2 separate regions of the Mus musculus genome follow, and region 1 is linked to region 2. Evidence: chromatin contacts called from public promoter capture Hi-C data. All regions are on one chromosome and are shown on one strand. Each heading gives the region's core, a stretch centred on a gene start, on an enhancer-like site or on the middle of the called end of the contact. The rest is flanking DNA. Distances are from core to core; before and after follow the strand shown.

Region 1 (3,018 bases), core at 134-2,633, 170 kb after region 2:
ACACACACACACACACACACACACACACACACACACCGAGGGGAAATAGGCCAAAGCGTTTGCCCAGCAAGGCAAAATCTAATTCTCCAGTTTGGAATGTAGATCTGGCATAGTCTTATTTTCTTCCATTTCCTGCTTGCCTCCCTATCCAGACTCACCCTGCATAATGCATGCAGTTGACCCTCCATGGCTACAGGGCTCTGCACAGATTGTTCGCACTCTGGAATGTTCTTCCTCCTTTTCCACCTGACTGGCTTCTAATCATGCTTCAAAGAGTCAACTCAAATGTCACATTCTCATGCACAGAAAGTAATCTCTAGTCCGGGTCTCATTTTACTGGGAATTAATCATCTTAGTTGTCATGGTGAGACTTGTTACCCTTGGAGGGGCGGTAGCAGCATGCATCTTGGGAGTAAAGTGGTGTTCACAGTAAACTTCTGAAGGATATTCTTTTTTTTTTTTTTTTTTTTTTAATTTTTTTTTTAAAGATTTATTTATTTATTATATGTAAGTACACTGTAGTTGTCTTCAGATACACCTGAAGAGGGCATCAGATCTCATTACGGGTGGTTGTGAGCCACCATGTGGTTGCTGGGATTTGAACTTCGGACCTTCGGAAGAGCAGTCGGGTGCCCTTACCCACTGAGCCATCTCACCAGCCCCTGAAGGATATTCTATTCGCCACCAGTTCCTATGAACGACGGTTTCTAAATGGTGACGGTGAAGTTACAATTGGTAGCAGTATCAAAAGATATGAAAGGGGCTGGAGGGATGGCTCAGCGGTTAAGAGCACTGACTGCTCTTCCAGAGGTCCTGAGTTCAAATCCCAGCAACCATATGGTGGCTCACAACCATCTGTAATGGGATCTGGTGCCCTCTTCTGGGGTGTCTGAAGACAGCAACAGTGCACCTTCATATAATAAATAGATAAATCTTTAAAAAAAAAGATATGAAGATTTTTTTGTTTTTTTGTTTTCTTTGTGAGTCAGAGAAAGTGGGGAGGGAAGGAGAGGTTCCTGATAAGATACTAGCTATTCCCTACTACTAATAACACCTTAGGCATATCACAACCTAACAAATGACTACATTTCCCAGACTTCCTTGTGGCCAAGGCCAAACATATGACTAGGTCCCCACCCTAGTTTATGGATAGAAGAGATAAGCGTGACATCCATGCTTATTGCTTAAGGGGAAACAGTTTGCTGTCTGCTTTTTCTCTTCCCCTTTTTCTGGACCAAATATAAGGTGGTCATGACCCAGCTTTGACCACTCAGCCAAGAACAACATCCTAGGAACTGTGATGCAACATGATGGGAAGGAGCCACGTCCCTAAATGACCCAAAGGAGCTCAACAGCGCCAGCAGCCTGGACCACTCAGCTCTGGTCAGTTGCGTCTTCTTCAAGCCAAGAGTTGGGATCGTAGCCATGTTACCAATGCTTTACTCTAGCCATCTAGCCTTGCGGCCAAACAGGAGACAGTTCTCTAGAGCAGAGAAGAAATCACTGGTCCCCTTTTTGTCTCCATACCCCAAACATCAAACATAGCATCTTATAGATGAGAAGTGTTCAAGGAGCCTTTGATAATTCAATGGGTGCTGGGCTGGAAGGGAGGGAAGAGACAGGCGGTAAAAAGTGAGTGATGGAATGGGCTGTAGTCTTGGAAGTAGAGTGTTTGCCTGGCATATAGGTAGGAGGCAGGCCCTTAGTTTGATCCCAGCATGGCAAAAAAAAAAAAAAAAAAAAAAAGACGGAAGAAAGAAAGGAAAGATGAATGGAAGGAAAGAAAGACTATGTTAGAACATCTCTGAACAGCCCGTGAAGCAAGCGCAGGTGAAGGAGGACTTCCATTGCTGCCACCTAGATTCCATGGAACTTTTTTTTTTTTTTAAAAGTTAGGGGGGAAAATATCACGTTAGTTGATTGACCCCTGCTGGCCGTTTGGAATTCTGCAGCTTGAATCAGTCAAACTGTTCAGCCAAAAATGTCTTCACTTTTTAGAGATCAAGGAAGCAGCTGTTAAAAATCTGAATCCACACTTAGGAAGCACTAAAACCCAACAACGATAGACACAGCCGGGGGGGGGGGGTCGGGGGGGGGGACAGACGACGACTAACAATAACAGAGAAGTGCTCTGGGCCGGCCACGGTGGCGGCGGTGCTGAAGCAGCCCTCCTCCAATGGAGGAGGGATGGCTCAGGATCTGGTTTTGCTCTAGAAGGTTGATTGAAGCTCGGGGTCCAGTTTCTCCTTTTTATAGATGTGTTTCTGTCCTTTGATCATGTCAAGCCGTAAGATGTCTCTCTGGTCCTTTCTCTTCTCTCCTCCTGTCATTTCCTTATCTGTTTCCACAGCTTGGCCTCTCTCTCTCTCTCTCTCTCTCTCTCTCTCTCCCTCTCCCTCTCTCTCTCTCATTTCTATCAGTGGAGTTAGTCATGACATTGTTGAGTTATTTGATTAAGAAAAAAAAATGAGGGCTGGTGAGATGGCTCAGCAGGTAAGAGCACCCGACTGCTCTTCCAAAGGTCTAGAGTTCAAATCCCAGCAACCACATGGTGGCTCACAACCATCTGTAACGAGATCTAGCACCCTCTTCTGGAGTGTCTGAAGACAGCTACAGTGTACTTACATATAATCAATAAATAAATCTTTAAAAAAAAAAAAAGAAAAAAAATGAAAGCTGAAAAATAAACAAAAAACTTTCTTTCTTTTTTTTCTTTTTTCTTTTTTTAGTTTAGTTTTGTTTTCTTTTTCGAGACAGGGTTTCTCTGTGTAGCCCTGGCTGTCTTGGAACTCACTCTGTAGACCAGGCTGGCCTCGAATTCAGAAATCTGCCTGCCTCTGCCTCCCAAGTGCTGGACCCACACCCGGCTGTAACAAAACACTTTCGTTCACAAACTCTCTCAAAGCATTGTCAAGAATCAGAATCTCCTCAGACTAGAAGAAGGCATCCCAGGGCAGCGGCAGGGCTCTTCTTCAGTTTTGGGGATGGGGGAGATGCTTCTAAAAACCAGCCTGGTAA
Region 2 (3,233 bases), core at 654-3,153:
ACTCACACATAAAAATAAAAAGTACTGCTGGGCATGGGGGCACACACCTCTAATCCCAGCTCTCCAGGGCAGGACAGGCAAAGCATTATGAGTTCAGGGCCAGCCTGGTCTACAAAGTGAATTCCAAGACAGCCAGAGCTAAGACGAGATCCTGTCTCAAAAAATAAGTTTTTTGTCTTGTTTTGTTTTGTTTTGAGACAGGGCTTCTCTATATAGCCCTGGCTGTCCTGGAACTCACTTTGTAGACCAGGCTGGCCTCGAACTCAGAAATCCGCCTGCCTCTGCCTCCCAAATGCTGGGATTAAAGGCGTGTGCTACCACACCCGACAGGTATGATGGTACAAGTCTGTCACCCCAGCACTTGGGAGGCAGAGGCAGACAGACCACTTTGATTCCAACTCCAGCCTGGCCTATATATTGTAAGACTATGTCTCAAAACAACAACAACAAAACCCCTACTTGTTTTACAACCCTTTTAGGGAGCTAGAGATAGCTCAGTGGTTAAGAGCTCAGGCTACTCTTCTTTCAGAGGACCAGGTTAGAGTCCAGATACCTGCATGGCAGCTAACTATAATTACCATTAACTCCAATTCTAGGGGAGCCCTGTATTTTGCGTTTAAGGGCAATATATGCATGCGGTACACACAGGCAAAGCACTCATAAACATGAATAAATAAAGTCTGAGATAGTCCTGTGTGGTGGTCTAATTGAGAGCAGCCCCCATGGGCTGAAATATCTGCATGCTTAGTCTCTGGTCTGTGGAACTGCTCAGGAAGGATTAGGAGATGTGACCTTGGAGCTGTTACTGGGGTAAGTTTCAAAAGCCACCCACACCAGGCACAATGTCTGCCTCTGTGTGTCCCTCTCCCTCACTCGTGTGTGTGTGTGTGTGTGTGTGTGTGTGTGTGTGTGTGTGTGTGTGTGTGTGTGTCTGGTGTGTCTGTCTACAGATCAGGATTTAAAGCTAGAATACCTGTTGCCACACTCCCTCCATGATAATGGACTAGTCATCTCCAACTGTAAACAAGTCCCAATTAAATGCTCTCTTTTGGAAGAGTTGCCTTGGCCTTGGTCATGGTGTCTCTTCACTCAATAAGTAAACCCCGACCCCCCAATAATATAACTCCTCCAACTGACTAAGACAAGGTTTTTGCCTAAGGTATATTCAAGTCGCATTATGTAAGCCTGCCACCTAGACCAGACTCCCAATGTTCCTGATTTACTGAGTGTCCAACCCTCCCGTTTGGAAGCAAGGTTTCCCAAGAAGCTTTCTCTCCAAACGGGAGCTGGGGGTAGAGTGCTCCATCCATAGGCTAGATAGCTAATTTCTCTCAACTAATCTTTTACAAGAAAACACACACACACACTTCAGAGAAACTCATTTTAATTTTCTACCACAAAATTAAAAGGATGACTGCCCCCTCCCACGAGGAAAGAGAGTCTGAACCTAAGAAGCCTTCCTTACTCCGAGCTGCAGTGAGACCCCTGGGAAGCATCAGCACCCAGCCTAACACCTGTCAAGACCCTCAGACTGTATTTCTCCAGCTCCCTCACGTACCAGAGCCTTCACTTCATATATCCTTACTTGAAAGCAGCTCACGGGGAGGCGATCTGCCTTGGTGGCTAATCACATACACTACTGCGGCGGGGCATGTAGCTCGGTGGCAGAGCGTGGCCTTCACATGAGACAGCCTATGCTCACTTCTCAGAGAGAGAGAGAGAGAGAGAGAGAGAGAGAAAGAGAGAGAGAGAGAGAAAACAAGAAGATTAAGAAAACAGAATTGGGGGTGGGGGTAAAGGAACTGTTGTGGGCATTAGTGAATACCTGGGTCCCCATGAGGGACTGAAGCGAGGCTGTCCGGCAGGCGTGGCAAGCACTTTTACCTGCTGACCGATCTCACCGGCCCTAGCAGTTAATATTTAATAACAGGCTAATGCTGTGTGTTTGTTTTCCGAAAAATAAAAGCTGTGTAAAGTTTGTGAACAGATGCTCATGACTCAAGGACACAGCAGACGAGAAGTCAGTCACTGAGCATTAATTGCTTTCACGGGGCTTTGCGTTACTGTCCAGGCATCAGGGTCACTCTGTGTTAGAACATTTGCAAGTAAAGAGTATTGGTTTTCCCCCCAATAGTTTCTGTGCAGGGGGGGGGGGGCTCACAACTCCTCAGAGCAGGTGCTGGCACTATTATTCTTTTCTCACAAACAGAGAGGCTAAAAGCTACCAGGCGCATGTCTAGAAACTCAGCTTAGGGGCACATCTTCAATTCCCAGCACCCAGCAGCTCACAACTGTCTGTAACCGCTGCTCCAGAAAATCCCATGAGCCCTCTGCTGGTCACCGTGAGCACTGCATGCATGTATGTGGCACACAGACACATAAAATCCACCCAGCCAGGGAGTACAGCTAACTACAGGCACACCTAGTTAGGAGTCTAAACCAATCAGACACTTTAGGTAACTGGTTTAAATGAGGTTTCCCGTTTCATAAAAGTTGGGATTATAGACTGATTTCTAACAGTCTTCATTTTACAGCCCAGTCCTTTTCCAAACAGTAACACGGAAGTGGCTTCCCACTCCTGACTTCATTATTCAAGTTCTATCGGGGTCTGAGCTTTATACTTAGTGATGTAACTGGAACCCAACTGTAAATCATACTGTCACACCTAACAACTAGCCTCAAAGAAACGAAGTAGCTTCCCTCTTTCAGACACGGCTTCGCTCTCCCCAGTTTGATAGCTGCAGTAACCTATGGCCTGAACCGATTAAATGGAAAATTCCAGAAATAAACAAGCCGTAAATTTGACTTGCATTCTGTTCTGAGTCTCATGAGGAAATCTCGCTCAGGATGTGAATCACCCCTCTGTCCATCCAGCACTGTCTACAAACCCCACTTTCATCGGACAGCCGCCTCAACTATTTCAACAGTCAGGTCACCGTGACGCTTGCTCCACTCTAACTTAATGACCCCCCAAGTACAAAAAGAGGTATGCCTGAGAAGCCACAGCATCCTTTTCCAGCACAGGGATAAACATTTTAGATGTCTTTCATAATTGTTGTCGGTGATCTTATTCTACTTGTAAAACAGCGATTGTTGTTAAACTGCTTGAAGTATAAATTTAACCAGTAAGTCCTGGGGCTAGCGATGCTCAGTGGTTAAGAGGACACATGCTCTTTTTCAGGCAGATCTCTGAATCTGAGGCCAGCCTGGTCTGTAAAGCAAGTTCCACAACA

Evidence for each region. Capture Hi-C pulls out chosen DNA fragments and counts their contacts.
Region 1: a promoter capture Hi-C map of adipose tissue shows a contact between it and region 2. The contact joins two enhancer-like sites. A contact is called at or near these places in 1 of 15 datasets of contacts at CTCF or cohesin (large pre-B cells), 4 of 484 Hi-C or Micro-C datasets (the HL-1 cell line, cardiomyocytes, embryonic stem cells and 1 more), 11 of 115 datasets of contacts at active chromatin or transcription factors (the HPC-7 cell line, embryonic limb bud, embryonic stem cells and 5 more) and 4 of 9 other capture datasets (adipose tissue, embryonic tail, liver and 1 more).

What each region holds. Positions count from the first base shown.
Region 1 is chr8:34,064,223-34,067,240 of GRCm38.p6, forward strand. It overlaps Gm40487 (a long non-coding RNA gene), which reads left to right. Exons shown (of 3, transcript XR_870314.2): 3 at 153-349. Among named protein-coding and RNA genes, the nearest start is that of Gm40486, 9.9 kb to the left of the region's middle. Within about 2 kb of position 1,384, at least 56 of the 459 cell types and tissues checked have an H3K27ac peak or open chromatin away from gene starts, as enhancers often do. A contact at or near this core is called in adipose tissue, liver and uterus, where this site is marked.
Region 2 is chr8:33,893,613-33,896,845 of GRCm38.p6, forward strand. All of the region lies in intron 1 of Rbpms (RNA binding protein gene with multiple splicing), which reads right to left. Among named protein-coding and RNA genes, the nearest start is that of Gm51528, 29 kb to the right of the region's middle. Within about 2 kb of position 1,904, at least 50 of the 459 cell types and tissues checked have an H3K27ac peak or open chromatin away from gene starts, as enhancers often do. A contact at or near this core is called in adipose tissue, liver and uterus, where this site is marked.